Regions from separate parts of the Bos taurus genome. Here region 2 is linked to region 1. Evidence: chromatin contacts called from public Hi-C data. All regions are on one chromosome and are shown on one strand. The core of a region is the stretch at or near the end of the contact, and the rest is flanking DNA. Distances in the headings are between cores, read along the strand shown.

Region 1 (7,055 bases), core at 1,674-4,173:
ACTCATCTGTCATATTCACCTGACCTCTCACCAACCAACTTACCACTTCTTCAAGCATCTCAACAACTTTTGGCAGGTAAAACGCTTCCACAACCAGCAGGAAGCAGAAAATGCTTTCCAAGAGTTTCTCAAATCCTGAAGCACGAATTTTTATGCTACAACAATAAACAAACTTACTTCTCAGTGGCAAAAATGTGTTGATTTTAACAGTTCCTATTTTGATTCATAAAGATGTGTTTGAGCCTAGTAAAACGATTTACAATTCACGGTCTGAAACCACAATTACTTTTGTACCAATCTACTACTGTCCACAGAGATGTTTCAGAGCTTCCACAAAAGCTTATTTGTATACATATGCAAAAACGAAAGCAAAATTCCAAAATAAACAAATGACATTGAGAAAAAAAAATACCAAAAGCACTTTGCAGTGCTTGACACATGATAAATATTTTTTTTATGATAAACAGTCTTTACCCTAAATTATAGCTATTTTCCCCCAAGACCTTTGATTTCAAACTTTTGTGTTAATCAAATATCTTTATTTTTCTCACTTCATTCTAGACTGTAAATTCCAAGAGTGCAGAGAACTCCTGGCCTATTCACCATGCCTCCCTCAAAGCTTGGCACACAGGAGTGCTTAATACTATTTAGATAATTATATTTGGATACTTACTGTCAACAAAATGAATCTTAAAAAACAACTAAGTAAACTACAGGCGTAAAATCAAATAGCTTTATTTAGTTCTTAGGTGCTCTCTTAAGTGAACCACAGTACTTCTCAAATTGATTTTTTTTCTCCTTTTAAAACTACTTCCAAAATGAAGGAAAAAAGGATAAAAATTCATGTAGAAAACACTCCTTTATTTTTTACATATAAAAATTCATGTAGAAAATACTCCTAGGAGTCACCAGCTTAGCCAACACTGCTCAAGATAAAGTCTCACTAAATGACTGAATGAGACAGGGCATCAGAACTTCTCTGGCCTTGTAATCTTATTAATTCAGAAATGGAGGACAGAACACATGGAGATTTTTCTAGCTCAGAACTGCTTGACTACAAACACTGCCTATTTCATGAAAACAGAGAGTAGCAATCATCCACAATCTTTACATCAACTCAACTTGCAACTGTTTCCATTTTTATACTGTTATTTTCCTCCAATATTGATTATTTTTACAAAGTTGCAATCAAAGCCGTACAAATCATTTTATTTTCTAACTCCAATCTCCCACTTACATATAGTAAGAAGTACTGAATACAAATTTGACTGAGTCCTTGGCCAACATCAGAGAACAACTTAATTGATGCTTGTAGTTTTCACAGTATACCTCTGGCAACAATTTTCTAGAAGGCCACAAGATGGTGATGTTGCTCTCTAAAACAAAGTGTTAGTCACTCAGTCCCATCCAACTCTTTGTGACCCCATGGACTGTAGTCCGCCAGGTTCCTAAGTCTATGGGAATTCTCCAGGCAGGAATACTGGAGTAGGTAGCCATTCCTTTCTCCAGGGGATCTTCCTGAGCCAGGGATCGAACCGGGATCTCCTGCATTGCAGGCAGATGCTACACATTCTGAGCCACCAGGGAAGCGCACCTTTTAAAAATATAATCGAGTATCTTATACCAACTTTCCAAAATACTAATAGTTTTCCTCCACTTCCAAGTAAAGAATATTAAAATGTCTGTACTCTACCTACTAGAAAACATTAATGAGGAAGAAAATATACTCATCAAATTTAGCAGCAACTGTTTTGATTTTCAAGGCAACAGTTACGGTCCTTAAAAACACAGGACTCCACACTATTATTGTGTCTTCTATCACACGAATCTTTCCTTCGCGCCCTGCTCCATCCCCTCCTTCAGGACACTAAAAACAAAACATGAAAAAAGAAAACATTTTTACTTATTGACTAAGACTCTGATGCTGGGAGGGATTGGGGGCAGGAGGAGAAGGGGACGACAGAGGATGAGATGGCTGGATGGCATCACCGACTCGATGGATGTGAGTCTGAGTGAACTCCGGGAGTTGGTGATGGACAGGGAGGCCTGGCATGCTGCGATTCATGGGGTCGTAAAGAGTTGGACACGACTGAGCGACTGAACTGAACTGAACCTTATTCTAACATAAGTCAACTAACATTGACTAACATAATTTAAAAAAAAAATTCTTTTACTATTTTAAAAGAATTGATACTAAAATGTATTTCCATCAACAAAGGTAAACTACACCAAAATGCAAATGACATAGTTTCTAATCTGCACAATTTCTCAGTTTCTTACACAATATTATGCTTGTAACGGCAAATTACCAAAGCTTTTTTTTTTTTTTTTTTAACCAAAGCTTTTCAAGCAGAAAAATGTTTGCAGTTGGTCATTTTCCCTACACCCTACTGAGTATCAGTAGAAGGCTGGTTTCTCATTCCTGTGGTGCATGAAGTCAATTAAAAGAAAAATCAAATAACAGCATCTTAAAACTTGGGTTCTAAACCTACAGAACCAATTTAAGATAATACTTAAAAAAAAAAAAGCTTCATAAATATACCCCCCTAGGCAGCAGAATAAGATGACAGAGCGTGGCTACGTGAGACTGGCAGCTGGGCAGCACTTATGTGGGGCACCTAAATGACACAGAAACATGGCCAATCTTAAACCTGGAATGTGAATCGTCAGGCCTCTGACTCCAAAAATAGTAAAAATCACAATGACCATTTATTAGGTTCCTATTATTTGTCTTGTTATGTTGCAAAAAAAAGTCCCCCAAACTATCTCTAATGTCCTTCACAGTCTTTACTATTTCTTCTAGCAGGTAAGGAAAATGAGGTTTTAGGAATTTAAGTAAATTGCACAGGGTTACAAAGGGTTACAAAGTCAGAATTTTGAACCCAGATCTCCTGGGCTCAAAGCCAATGCTCTTTCACAACATTTGTGTTACAAAAAGGATAGTAAAAAAAGAAATGCTGAGCTAAACCCAAGACTGAACATGAATAGTCTCCTATATCAATCTGATGTTCTATTCTTTTACTATTTTATCACTTAAGCAACTTTATAATAGGGTGGTTTTGTGGGGCTTTTAAGCTAGGTCACTAAAAATGCTTTCCCTGAAAGTTCAAAAAGTATTTTAAAACAAGGAATGTGTAAAAAGCATAAACACATAACAATGAAGAAGGTAGACTGCTGGGACTGTGTTTAATAAATCATTTCCATGTATTCTGGGAAACAACATCCAGGCCAATGTAACATTCTCACTCTGCAAAGATCAAATTTCAAGTTAATTACATCATGTAACAGTTCATATTTCAAAATGACAAACATTTCCATCAATAATCTGTCATTTCTTTCAAAGTGCAGTATTTTAATAATATGTGCCTATAAAACTTTCCTTCAAATTCAAAAATGTTAAAGGCTTGGTATTTTTCAAATACACAGTATTTGCTCTGAAGTAGCAAAAAGCACCGAGTCACCAATCAGAGCCGAAGCTGAGGCTGAGAGGTGATTGAGAGAACCGCTGAGGGACACACAGAAAGGTTCCTAATGTCAAGGCCAAACCCAGGCCCGCTGCTGAGGCCAGCACCCCTCTGCCCTGCACTGGCCACTAGACAGCACAACCCAAAGCGACATTCACCCCACAACGCGGCCTGCCTATCTCCAAATACATGAAGGCTTCTCAGTTCCCAGCAGGTAAGCAGCCGTGGAGATCTGCTAACTCTCCAGTTTCAAAGTGCCAGTTCCTAGTGTGAGAAGAGCATGCTGGACAATGTCAGCAGAGTCCAAACTTCAGTTCTCCTACTCGGTTGTATTCACCACCCTCTCTGAGGCTTGGTTTTCTTATCTGTAAAATGAAGATATCAACTTATCTTTCGTGAAGGGGAAAAGTGTTACCATTAACTCTAAGACACTGGAATTGTTTCCAGAATGAAATAGAGAAGATGTCTAATAACTGTTAACTTCCTAAACTGGTAACTTCCTAAACTGGTAACTCTCATCACTACCACCACTCCAATACTCTCAATTACTCTGAGAAACTCCACTATTTTTCTGCCATATCAATACTTCCACAACAGTACAGAGGACAGCAGGTTGAGGAGCATGTCCATCACATGACCATGTTGCAAAGAGATACAAAGCAAACTGCCCACATCTGTAGTAAGGATCAGATCAAAACCACACTGAATCACTTGAAGGTACATAGTACTGCAAAACTCTCTACAATTACATGATTTCAAGATACTTTACGGCTACTCCAGTAACAAAACACAGTGCTAATTTACTTTTTACAAAGAATTTTAAACCAGGCTGCTAAGTATGAACTTTCAGATATCCCCATTCTTACAAACTTAACTTCGTAACTCATTTGGCGACAAAAACCGAACTGACCTGAGCTCATCTGGCAGCAAAATTTGATCAGATGTGTGACTATCTACTGTCCTCATTTATCCATAACTAAACATTTGCCAGGGAAAGTATAGAGTGCTTCCCTAAGGTTTTATTGGGGTTTTATATAACAAAGAATATGGAGTAATTACATATTTCTAAAATTAAAAAAAAAAAAGAATTATTTCTATAACACATCTGACACCAAAAACAAGGTATAAACCCATCCTAGTGAATATTTACTCAGTACTGTCAGGTGTAAGTCATGCAATGAATCTACGAATAGGTTTTATTATTACTATTACCATTCTACATGTAAATACCCAGTTTACATACACTGAAACTAGGGTCTAATCTAAGGCCATCTTCACCAAGGTCACTGTGCCGTGTGTGCTTAGTCTCAGCCATAACTGACTCTTTGCAACCATGGACTATGGAGCTCACCAGGCTCCTCTGTCCACGGGGATTTTCCAGGCAAGAATACTGGAGTGGGTAGCCTATCCCTTCTCCAGGGGATATTCCCAACCCAGGTGTCGAATCCGGATCTCCTGCACTGCAAGCCGACTCTTTACCGGCTGAGCTACCTGGGAAGCCAAACCAATAAATAAGTGCCAGAATTGAAGTCTAGGTTTGTTTAACTTGAAGGCCTAAGCTCTTAAACAGTTTAGCTAATACTTTACAGGAAAATTAAGTCACAATGAAATTTTTTAAAACAAATTATAATTACCAAAAACTTCTAATGTAGCACACTGAAATTCCTGAGTATGATGTACACTTTCCTTTCTGGGTAGTCACATCTAAACATCAACACATTTCACAGCCTGAAGGACAAAAAGAGATGAGTTTATTGTCACTTTTTTTCCCAAAGAACTGGTCAGTCAGTGGAAATAGACGAAAACAATAGGCTCCTTAAACAAATGCCAACTGATCCTTTCCACTGAAACTTAGAAAGAATCATGGGTTTAGCATGTTTTTTAACCACAATATGTACTAAGACGATAAAAATAAGGTTGATACGTAGCTTAAGTTTTTCCGGGAACAGCCCCAATGTAAAGACCTGCTGTTCCAACGAGAGAGAGGATCACAGGACTGAGGAGGGTCACAGTCACACAGATGCAAGTCGTCAGGACCACTGCTCTGAACACAAGTCAGAGAAAAGAAGCTTCAAGGCTTTGTTGTTGTTTTTTTCTTTTGGATTGATCGATTTAAAATTTAAACTTTCTCTCACGACTTTCTTCTCAAATCAATATCCTTATTCAAAGCAATGGCTTTTCTCCACAAAAGACACATCATGGCCCCATTCAAACTACTTTCTACCCAAAAGAAAAAATTCCAAATTAAACACACTTCATTCAAAATCTCCATTTCTGAGTAGCTTAATTTCTCTTAAGTGAAAAGCAGGAAGATTACTGGATAAATAATCATAGTATCTAACTTAACTGTTTCAGCTAAGCCAGTTTTTAAAAAAGAAATACTTTCATTCATAAAAACATATTTTGTAGAAATATAGGGAAACTTTTTAAACAAGGACTCGTGATGGGTGCCTCTTTCAGGGTTACTTCTCTTGCCTGCTTCTCACTGTAATTTCTATGTATTAGGCTTCTGTAGGTTGCTTGGACCAAGTCCTTGACAATTGTCTTGCTCATACTCAGTCTTTCAGTTGTGCCCGACTCTTTGCAAGCCTACAGACTGTAGCCCACCAGGCTCCTCTCTCCATGGGATTTTCCAGACAAAAATACTGGCGTGGGTTTCCATTTCCTCCTCCAGAGGATCTTTCCAGACTTGGGATTAAACCCTCACCTCCTGCATTGCAGGTGGATTCTTCACCCATTGAGCTGCCTGGGAAGCCGGACAACTATCTGAAAGGTTCAGATGTTAAGTTCTCCTTGTATTTACATTATACATATATATTTCTTGGGCTCCAAAAGCACTGTGGACAGTGACTGCAGCCATGAGATTAAAAGATGTCTGCCCCTTGGAAGAAAAGCTATGACAAACCTAGACAGCATATTCAAAAACAGAGACATTACTTCGCTGACAAAGGTCTGTATAGTCAAAGCTTGGTTTTTCCAGTAGTCATGTACAGATGTGAGAGCTGGACAATAAAAAAGGCTGAGCACCTAAGAACTGATGCTTTCAAAATGTGGTGTTGGAGAAGATTCTTGAGAGTCCCTTGGACTGCAAGGAAATCAAACCAGTCAATCCTAAAGGAAATCAACCCTGAATATTCACTGGAAGGACTGAAGTTGAAGCTCTAATACGTTGACCACTTGATGCAAAGAGCCGACTCAATGGAAAAGACCAATATTTGCTGGCAAAGACTGAAGGTGGGAGGAGAAGCGGACGACAGAGGATGAGATGGTTGGATGGCATCACTGACTCGGTGGACATGAGTTTGGGCAGAATTTGGGAGATGGTGAAGGACAGGTAAGCCTGGTGTGCTGCAGTCCATGGGGCTGTGAAGTCGGACATGACTGAGTGACCGAACAACAATTTATTGAATCCTACAGGTTAAAAAATGGTCTCAAAGAACATGAGAACCCCAAATTATCCATTCAGTTTATACCAACAGCTCTCAAACTAACTTGTACAAAATCATCTGAGGTATTTACTAAAAATGAAGATTCCTGAGCTCCACTAGGAACATACCACAGATATTGAAGAGTACAGAACCTACATTTAAC
Region 2 (7,562 bases), core at 597-3,096, 220 kb after region 1:
TGACACAGCTGGTAAAGAATCCGCCTGCAGTGTGGGAGACCTGGGTTCAGTCCCTGGGTTGGGAAGATCCCCTGGAGAAGGGAAAGGCTACCCACTCCAGGATTCTGGCCTGGAGGATTCTCAAAGAGTCGGACACCATGGAGTGACTTATTCACTCACTTATGCTGATTAAGTATCGTTCAGTTACAGAAAGACCAAGTATTGCTTTTGTAGAAGAGCACCAGTGTTTTCAATTCCAGAGCCTGGAGAATTTTACACAAAGAAGGTCTCATCAGCAGCTGGACTATGGACATTTTTGCTTCCCATTTAACATTCGCATAGAATCTCTGGATATAAAACCTTTAAGATGGTGCAATTTGTAAGGTTTCAGAAGATCTTTTCTGGCCAAAGAATCAAAATCACAAATACACAGTGTTGTCAACTGGGTATTATTCAACCTGATATTTTGTATTGGGGATTTGATTCTTGAGCTCAGAATTTAACAAATTAAATACTTTGCAGACTTGGAGGTCAGGAAGAAACAAAACACATCTAGAATGTTCATGACCAGACGGAAGCCTATATAGTCATTTAAAAATACTAGAAAAAAACTTTTAACATAAAAAAATCCTGATAATAGATATCAAAGATTAAATTATTTTACAGAGTGATCTTAATTCTTTTAAAATGTATGAGTATAAAAATATATCAAATCATGGTGCGACTAAGGATAATTTATTAATTTAATGTAACTTAAATAGGCTTCTTATTCTTTTTGATTAGAAATAAAACAAAACTCTTTATCTTATTTGCAAATGCTTTGTTGCCTTAGCTTAGGATTCCAGGAATCATTGATTGCTTTCTCTCACTCATTGCATCATAAGTCAAGATGCTAAATTCTGTCAGGTCTGCCTAGCAACTGCATCTAACCACTGTCGTCTCCTTCCTATCTCTACTATCAATATTTTAAGTGTAAACGTTTAAAATAGCTTCCTCTATAGTTTCTCTGCTTCATGTCTCATTTCTTCAATGCATCTTTCACAATACCAGCAGAATCACCTTCCTAAAATATGTAGCAGATCATTCCCCCTCACTTTTCAAGACAATGAGAGCTGAAAAGTAAAAACAAACAAGAAAAAGCAGCATCTTTGAAACACTATTTGGAAAACCCAATGTCACATTGCAGAAGGAAATGGCAACTCTTGCCTGGAAAATCCCATGGACGGAGGAGCCTGGTAGGCTACAATCCATGGGGTCGCAAAGAATCAGACATGACTGAGCGACTTCACTTTCTTTCTTTCTACAGTTCCTTTTGGAGAGGGAAATGGAAACCCAGTCCAGTGTTCTTGCCTGGAGAATCCCATGGAATGGGGGTGGTGGGGTGGTGGTGGTGCCTGGTGGGCTGCAGTCTATAGGGTTGCAAAGAGACAGATATGACTAAGCAACTAACACACACATACACAATGTCACATCTTAGGGTCTCTATTACTTACTAACAAAAAGGACGTGGGTGTTTGAAGCAGGGAGCGGTAGCACCCTTCCTGAAAAGCTTCCCTCAACTGGCTGTTGCTGATGGAGACAGGTGAAGCCTTGCATCAGGCCTGCCTCTTATCTCATTCCCCAGTCACACGCCTGCTCTTGCCTGGGCTCCAGCCACGCCTGAGATGACCCATCACCCCCAGGTAGACAATCTTCTCGTGTCTCACTTACACAGTGTATTCTTTCAATCTGATGCCCACTTGAAATCCTGGTTCAAATTCTACCTTCTCTGCAAACTCTTTCAACATCAGGATTAGTCATCTCACCCTCCAGCTCCCTCCAGCTGAATGTTCACGTCCATTGCAGCTGTTGCGTAATTCTGTCAGCTTTTCACCCTTTGCGGATGCATCTACCTGCTCCACTGGAATGTGAGTTCTCACTGACTCAGAGGTATGCTATTTATGTTTTGCCTAACAAGTGATGGGGTGACCAAGTTTGTGATCCAGTTTGTGGAGGAGTCTGGTAAAGAATCTTCCTGCAATGCAGGAGACCCCAGTTCCATTCCTGGATCTGGAAGATCCACTGGAGAAGGGATAGGCTACCTACTCCAGTATTCTTGCCTGGAGTATTCCATGGACTGTATGGTTCATGGGGTCACAAAGAGTCAGACACGACTGAGCAACTTTCACTTCCTCATTTTAGCACCAGAAGACCTGATTCAGAGAAACTTTTTAGGGCAAACCAAGCTGTACAACACAATGCAAAACCTGTAGAGGGTTATAAAGTGTCACTGAGATACTCAAGAACTTTTGACTAGCTTTTCTAAATGAATCTCTAAAGCTTTCTTCACTGTGTGGATCTTAGCCTATGATTCTTGGTTGATGTTACTGTGAAGTATTGAAGAGTATATTTCCTTGGTTATCCTACATTGAGAAAATTTATTTTTAAAGATTAATAAAACTTAAAGCTGAAAAAGTTAAATTAGTATTTTGAATATTAAAATATTTTAATCAGAGAGCTAATCTCAAAAGATAGAAGTTGAAATGCTGCTGGAAAGGGCTGAGTAGGAGGGAAGGAAAACAAAAGAATCCAAGCCTATATTATACAGTCTCTTCATTAAAATGCTATAGGATTCACTCCTTTGTTTCACAGCACTGTGTATAATTATAGTACACAAAACCTCCAGATCTTCCTGCGATTAGGCACTTAAAAATATCCATCCAGATTTTCAAAGCAAGTTTCACATATACAGTAATTATATCACACGAATGTACAGTTCTTGTACATTCATACTGTATCTATCATACCACTTTAAATATAGACCGTTTCTATTAGGGTTGGCTTAATCATTTTCATAATGATACCCTGGGAATTTCCTCATAGGGCGGGAAGTAAGCCTACCTGATGGCAGTTCAAGGTGCTAGATAGACACTTGACTTTGCAATATTTTTTAAAAGAGAAGTAAGAAAAACAGATTCAGAACTACTGGACACCTGTCCTACACACATACACCTTTGTTTTGGTAATGTATCTCCAGGCACTAAAAGAAATCAGTCCTGGGTGTTCATTGGAAGGGCTGATACTGAAGCTGAAACTCCGATATTTTGGCCACCTGATGCAAAGAGCTGACTGATTGGAAAAGACCCTAATGCTGAGAAAGATTGAGGGCAGGAGGAGAAGGGGACAACAGAGGATGAGATGGTTGGATGGCATCATAGACTCAGTGGACATGGGTTTGGGTGGACTCTGGGAATTGGTGATGGACAGGGAGGACTGGTGGGCTGCAGTTCATGGGGTCGCAAAGAGTCAGACACGACTGAGTGACTGAACTGAACTCCAGGCACTGCTGGATGCTGGCACGTCACATGAATGGTGGGACAAACCATGGACTGAGATTCAGAAGACCTAGGCTTTGGTGTGATTCCTTTGGTCTCCAACAAGGGGATAACACTTTTCATTGTAATTAACTGTGGCTAAAGACTCACGGGAATAATTGTGAAAGTGACTTCCAAGTCATAACGTTGGGGCACCATAATGGGACATTTTCAGTTAGGGGTGCCCATCTGAATAACCCAGGTGCTTTCCAAAATACAGGTGGGCCCCACTCCCAGGTCAATTAGGTCAGAATCTCCTGGGATAGGGATCAGGAATATACTTCTGTTCTAAAGGCCCACAGATACTTCTGATTTATTTGCCTTTTGACAAACTGTGGAGTGAGTGCAAGACCATCAGCTTTCTAGAATGATGGACCCACACCAAATGCTTTCCAAATCTCTTAATAATGCTCTCACTTTGAAATACACATTGATTCATTGAGCCTCCGTTTCTCTAATTTGAAAACTGGAGATATAAACACTTCTTTGCATGGTTCTGGTGCAAAGATGCAGGTAAAACATCTAGGTCTGATGCCTGATAAGAAACCTACACATCTGGGGTCTGATAAGTAACTTAAATACCTGCAGATCATAAGACAGAAGGGAGCGTTGGAGACCGTGGCTAATTGGGGAATGCAAGCCTTAATGAAACATATTTTTTAATATTACTGTAAAGACTACCCTGGCCACATAAAACACATCTATAGGAATGACATCTGGTTTTTAGCCCTGACATACCATTCAATAAATAACCAATCCTCAAGTACCATACATGAATTAAATATAAGACATAAAATCCTGAATTGTCTGAAAGTATGTTTCTATATGCAGGTGTAGGATGTATATATAATATATACAGGATTATATATTGATTCAACAAATATTCAGTGTTCATTATTTGCTAATGAGTCCAGATAGAGATACTTAAAAGAACTAGTTCAAAGAGTTTACCGTCAAGAGAGAGAGAGGAAGAAGATGAATTAAAACACGCCCATTACTAACAATGCGAATACTACCAAAACGAGGCTTCCGTGTCCATTTTTGCATTAACATTCTACCCAGGTATCTGTGACTATCTATACATACTTATACACAGTTTTTAAATATCACTAATGACTAGAAATATTTTAAATTTTAAGTATTTATTTTTAGAAACAGTATATTTTAACTAGATCAATATGATATGATATTTAACTAGATAAATATGATATAAAATATGATAGTTTGTTGTGAAATAAGAAGTCTTGCTGAATTAATCTAAGGTTCCTTCCAGGTTTAAGATTCTATAGTTAGAAAACAATCAATCATGGAATCATCACATAAGAGAAACCACTGACCAAATGCCTCAGCGTCATTCTTAGAGTATTTCTTAACATATTGGGGAAAATTTCCATCATGTGAGATCGTCTCTCAACCTAAAAAGTACAAAACCTGGCAGCTTTCAGATTTAATTAAAATTGGACTTGCCCTCTGTCTTCACCACAGGTCAGCTTTTCTGCACTCACCTAAGTCTGAGCAAAATAATTCTGCACAGCCTACTGCTAACATTTATTTCAAATCACTTTTTAGTGGTTTGGGCAAGTTCTTGCTCTTAAGTTTTCATTTCCTCTTCCTTAAAACGGTGATGACCAGAACTGAGTAAGACTTGTCTCTGAAGACTCCATAATCTGACTGGAATTTTCTTCCGTAGCCTCCCTTACCCATCCCGCTCCTCTTTCTGCACAGCCTGCTCCAGCCAAAACTGACCGGTTATTACTCACTCAGCGTCCTTCCCATCGGCATGCTTCAAACCCAGCCTTCTCCGGAATCTCCAACTTCTACTCCATTTCCAGCCTTGCCAACAATGTCGGCCCTTCTGGGAAGCCTTTCCAGAATCTTTCTCAAAGAAAATGCTTGGGCTTTGGACTGAGTCAGACCCAGGTTCATATCTGATCTTCATTCAAACTAGTTGTTTATCGGTGGATTCTTTCAAAACGTCAGCATCTATACCTTGTCTATAAACAAAATCCCAGACTACAGCACTGTTAGGAGGCTAGATTGCACAAACAGGGAACACAGGCGCTAACAACACGTCTCAGGTTCATCAGTGATTGCTTCCTGCCTTGAACTACGATCATTCCTTCTAAGTACTTACTGGATCGTTATTTGGGAAAGACAATTTGAGCTGGATCCCTACTCTCATTCTTTACACCAAAATACATTTTACATGAATCAAAATTTTAAATGTAAACAGCAACAAAAGAATGGAAGAAAAGACAGGTGAATTTACTGATGCTCTGGAGTGAAGGCTTTTCTAAGCAGGACACAATAATCAAAAGATTGTACAATAAAAAAACTGATGATAACTACATAAAAAATGTCAATATACCTACAGCAAAAAAATTAAAATAAAAGTTAAGTTATATCAAATGGACGAAGGGCTAACTTTCTTAATTTATAGAGTCCTTGTATATCAAGGAAAAATGCTGCATACTCTAATAGGAAAAATACACAAAGAATTGGGTCAGGTAGCAAATATACATGACTAGTAAGTGTGAAAAGATATTCCTTTTTGCTAATAAAGAAATATGGAAAGTGAAAGTCAATAGTGTCCGACTCTTTGCCACCCCATGGACTGTAACCTGCCAGGCTCCTCTGTCCAAAGAATTCTCCAGGCAAGAATACTGGAGTGGGTAGCTGTTCCCTTCATTCCCTCTCTCCAGTGGATCTTCCCAACCCAGGGATTGAACCCAGGTCTCCCACATTGCAGGTGGAGTCTTTAGCTCCTGAGCTACCAGGGAAACCCAAGAATACTGGAGTGGGTAGCCTATCCCTTCTCCACGGGATCTTCCTGACCCAGGAATTGAACCGGGGTCTCCTGCATTATAGGCAGATTTTTTTTACCAGCTGAGCTACCAGGGAAGCCCATAAAGAAATTAAATTAAAGCAAAGAGATAGTTTTTAACCTATTGTTAGGGTAAAAATTAAAAAGATAATATCTGATGTTGGTAATGGTGTAGGGGCACAGGCTTTCTCATGCACTGTTTTGGGGGTACAGATTGGTGCTACTTCCGTTGTGTTCAACTTAGCAAATTTTCTAAAATAAACAAAGGGACATTCCTTTGACTCACTCCTTGCACTGCTAGAAATTTAGCTTAGAAATAAATTCAAGACCTACACTATAATGAGTTAGAGCTAGTTGCAAACTTTTTGTAATAGAAAAAAAAAGTTATTTGTTAATCAGTTCAGTTCAGTCGCTCAGTCATGTCCGACTCTCTGTGACCCCATGGACACCAGCACGCCAGGCCTCCCTGTCCATCACCAACTCCCAGAGTTTACTCAAACTCATAATAATGCCTGATAAACTGAGTTATAATGTCTACCAAACATGGACTTCCACATAGTTATTAAAAATGCATGACGTGGATGAGGATATTTCTAACAAATATTAATGGAGGAAAACTGATGTCATCTGTATGAATTGAAATGTGGGAGTAGGGTGGGTTGAGTTTGTATCAATATACATACACACAGTGCAATTTTTTTTTAGAAAAATAATAAGTAACTGAGAAGTGCTTACTTTTAGGAAGAACTGTGTGGGGAGGAAGGGGATAGGTGGAATAGAGGGATATTTTTATTATAAGCCTTTCTCAACCAGTCTATGGCCTGGATGTAGTAATCATAGCTGTATATTAATCTAAATTATATGTACATGATAGACAGCTCATCCTTTGTGGGCATTCATTCTCAGCTTATCAGCTAAGACAACTGAAGGGGCCCAAAGTTTTGAGCACTGGATATAGTTTGTTAACTAGATTAAGAAATACAATTTACTACTGTGTAGAAATTCAAACACTTTTTAGAAAGAAGGGCCTTCACACCGCAAGACTGGAACCACTGGTGACAGAGAGGGATAAAAATAAGACACGTCTAACTATGATGGGAGCTCCTTATTCTGTTGAAGGGGTAGGTGTGACTTTAAGAAAGATCTGTGATATTTCAACCCCACCTTGACAAGCGATCTGAAAATGTGGCGTAGTACCTACCTTCAGTTCCAACATCTGGAAAGTTTCAAACATCAGCAGCACTTATCACTGCTTAGAATGAATGACCTAATCATGTTTATAAGTAAATGAAATAAATAAATGAAATCTATTTTCTAACAGTGAAAATGTGGCTCTATGCTCTTCCCTGGTCACTTAGACGGTAAAGAATCTGCCAGCAATATGGGAGACCCAGGTTCCATCCCTG

What was found. Hi-C and Micro-C count contacts between places; a contact is called where the count stands out from the background.
Region 2: a Hi-C map of an unstated tissue shows a contact between it and region 1, with 5 times the contacts expected there. The contact joins two enhancer-like sites. A contact is called at or near these places in 5 of 11 Hi-C or Micro-C datasets (blood, liver, skeletal muscle and 2 more).

The regions. Positions count from the first base shown.
Region 1 is chr14:76,347,283-76,354,337 of ARS-UCD2.0, forward strand. It overlaps a transcript of WWP1 not described here. Among named protein-coding and RNA genes, the nearest start is that of WWP1, 16 kb to the left of the region's middle. Within about 2 kb of position 2,924, at least 12 of the 102 cell types and tissues checked have an H3K27ac peak or open chromatin away from gene starts, as enhancers often do.
Region 2 is chr14:76,564,460-76,572,021 of ARS-UCD2.0, forward strand. The region is part of intron 2 of ATP6V0D2 (ATPase H+ transporting V0 subunit d2); the gene reads right to left. Among named protein-coding and RNA genes, the nearest start is that of ATP6V0D2, 18 kb to the right of the region's middle. Within about 2 kb of position 1,847, at least 10 of the 102 cell types and tissues checked have an H3K27ac peak or open chromatin away from gene starts, as enhancers often do.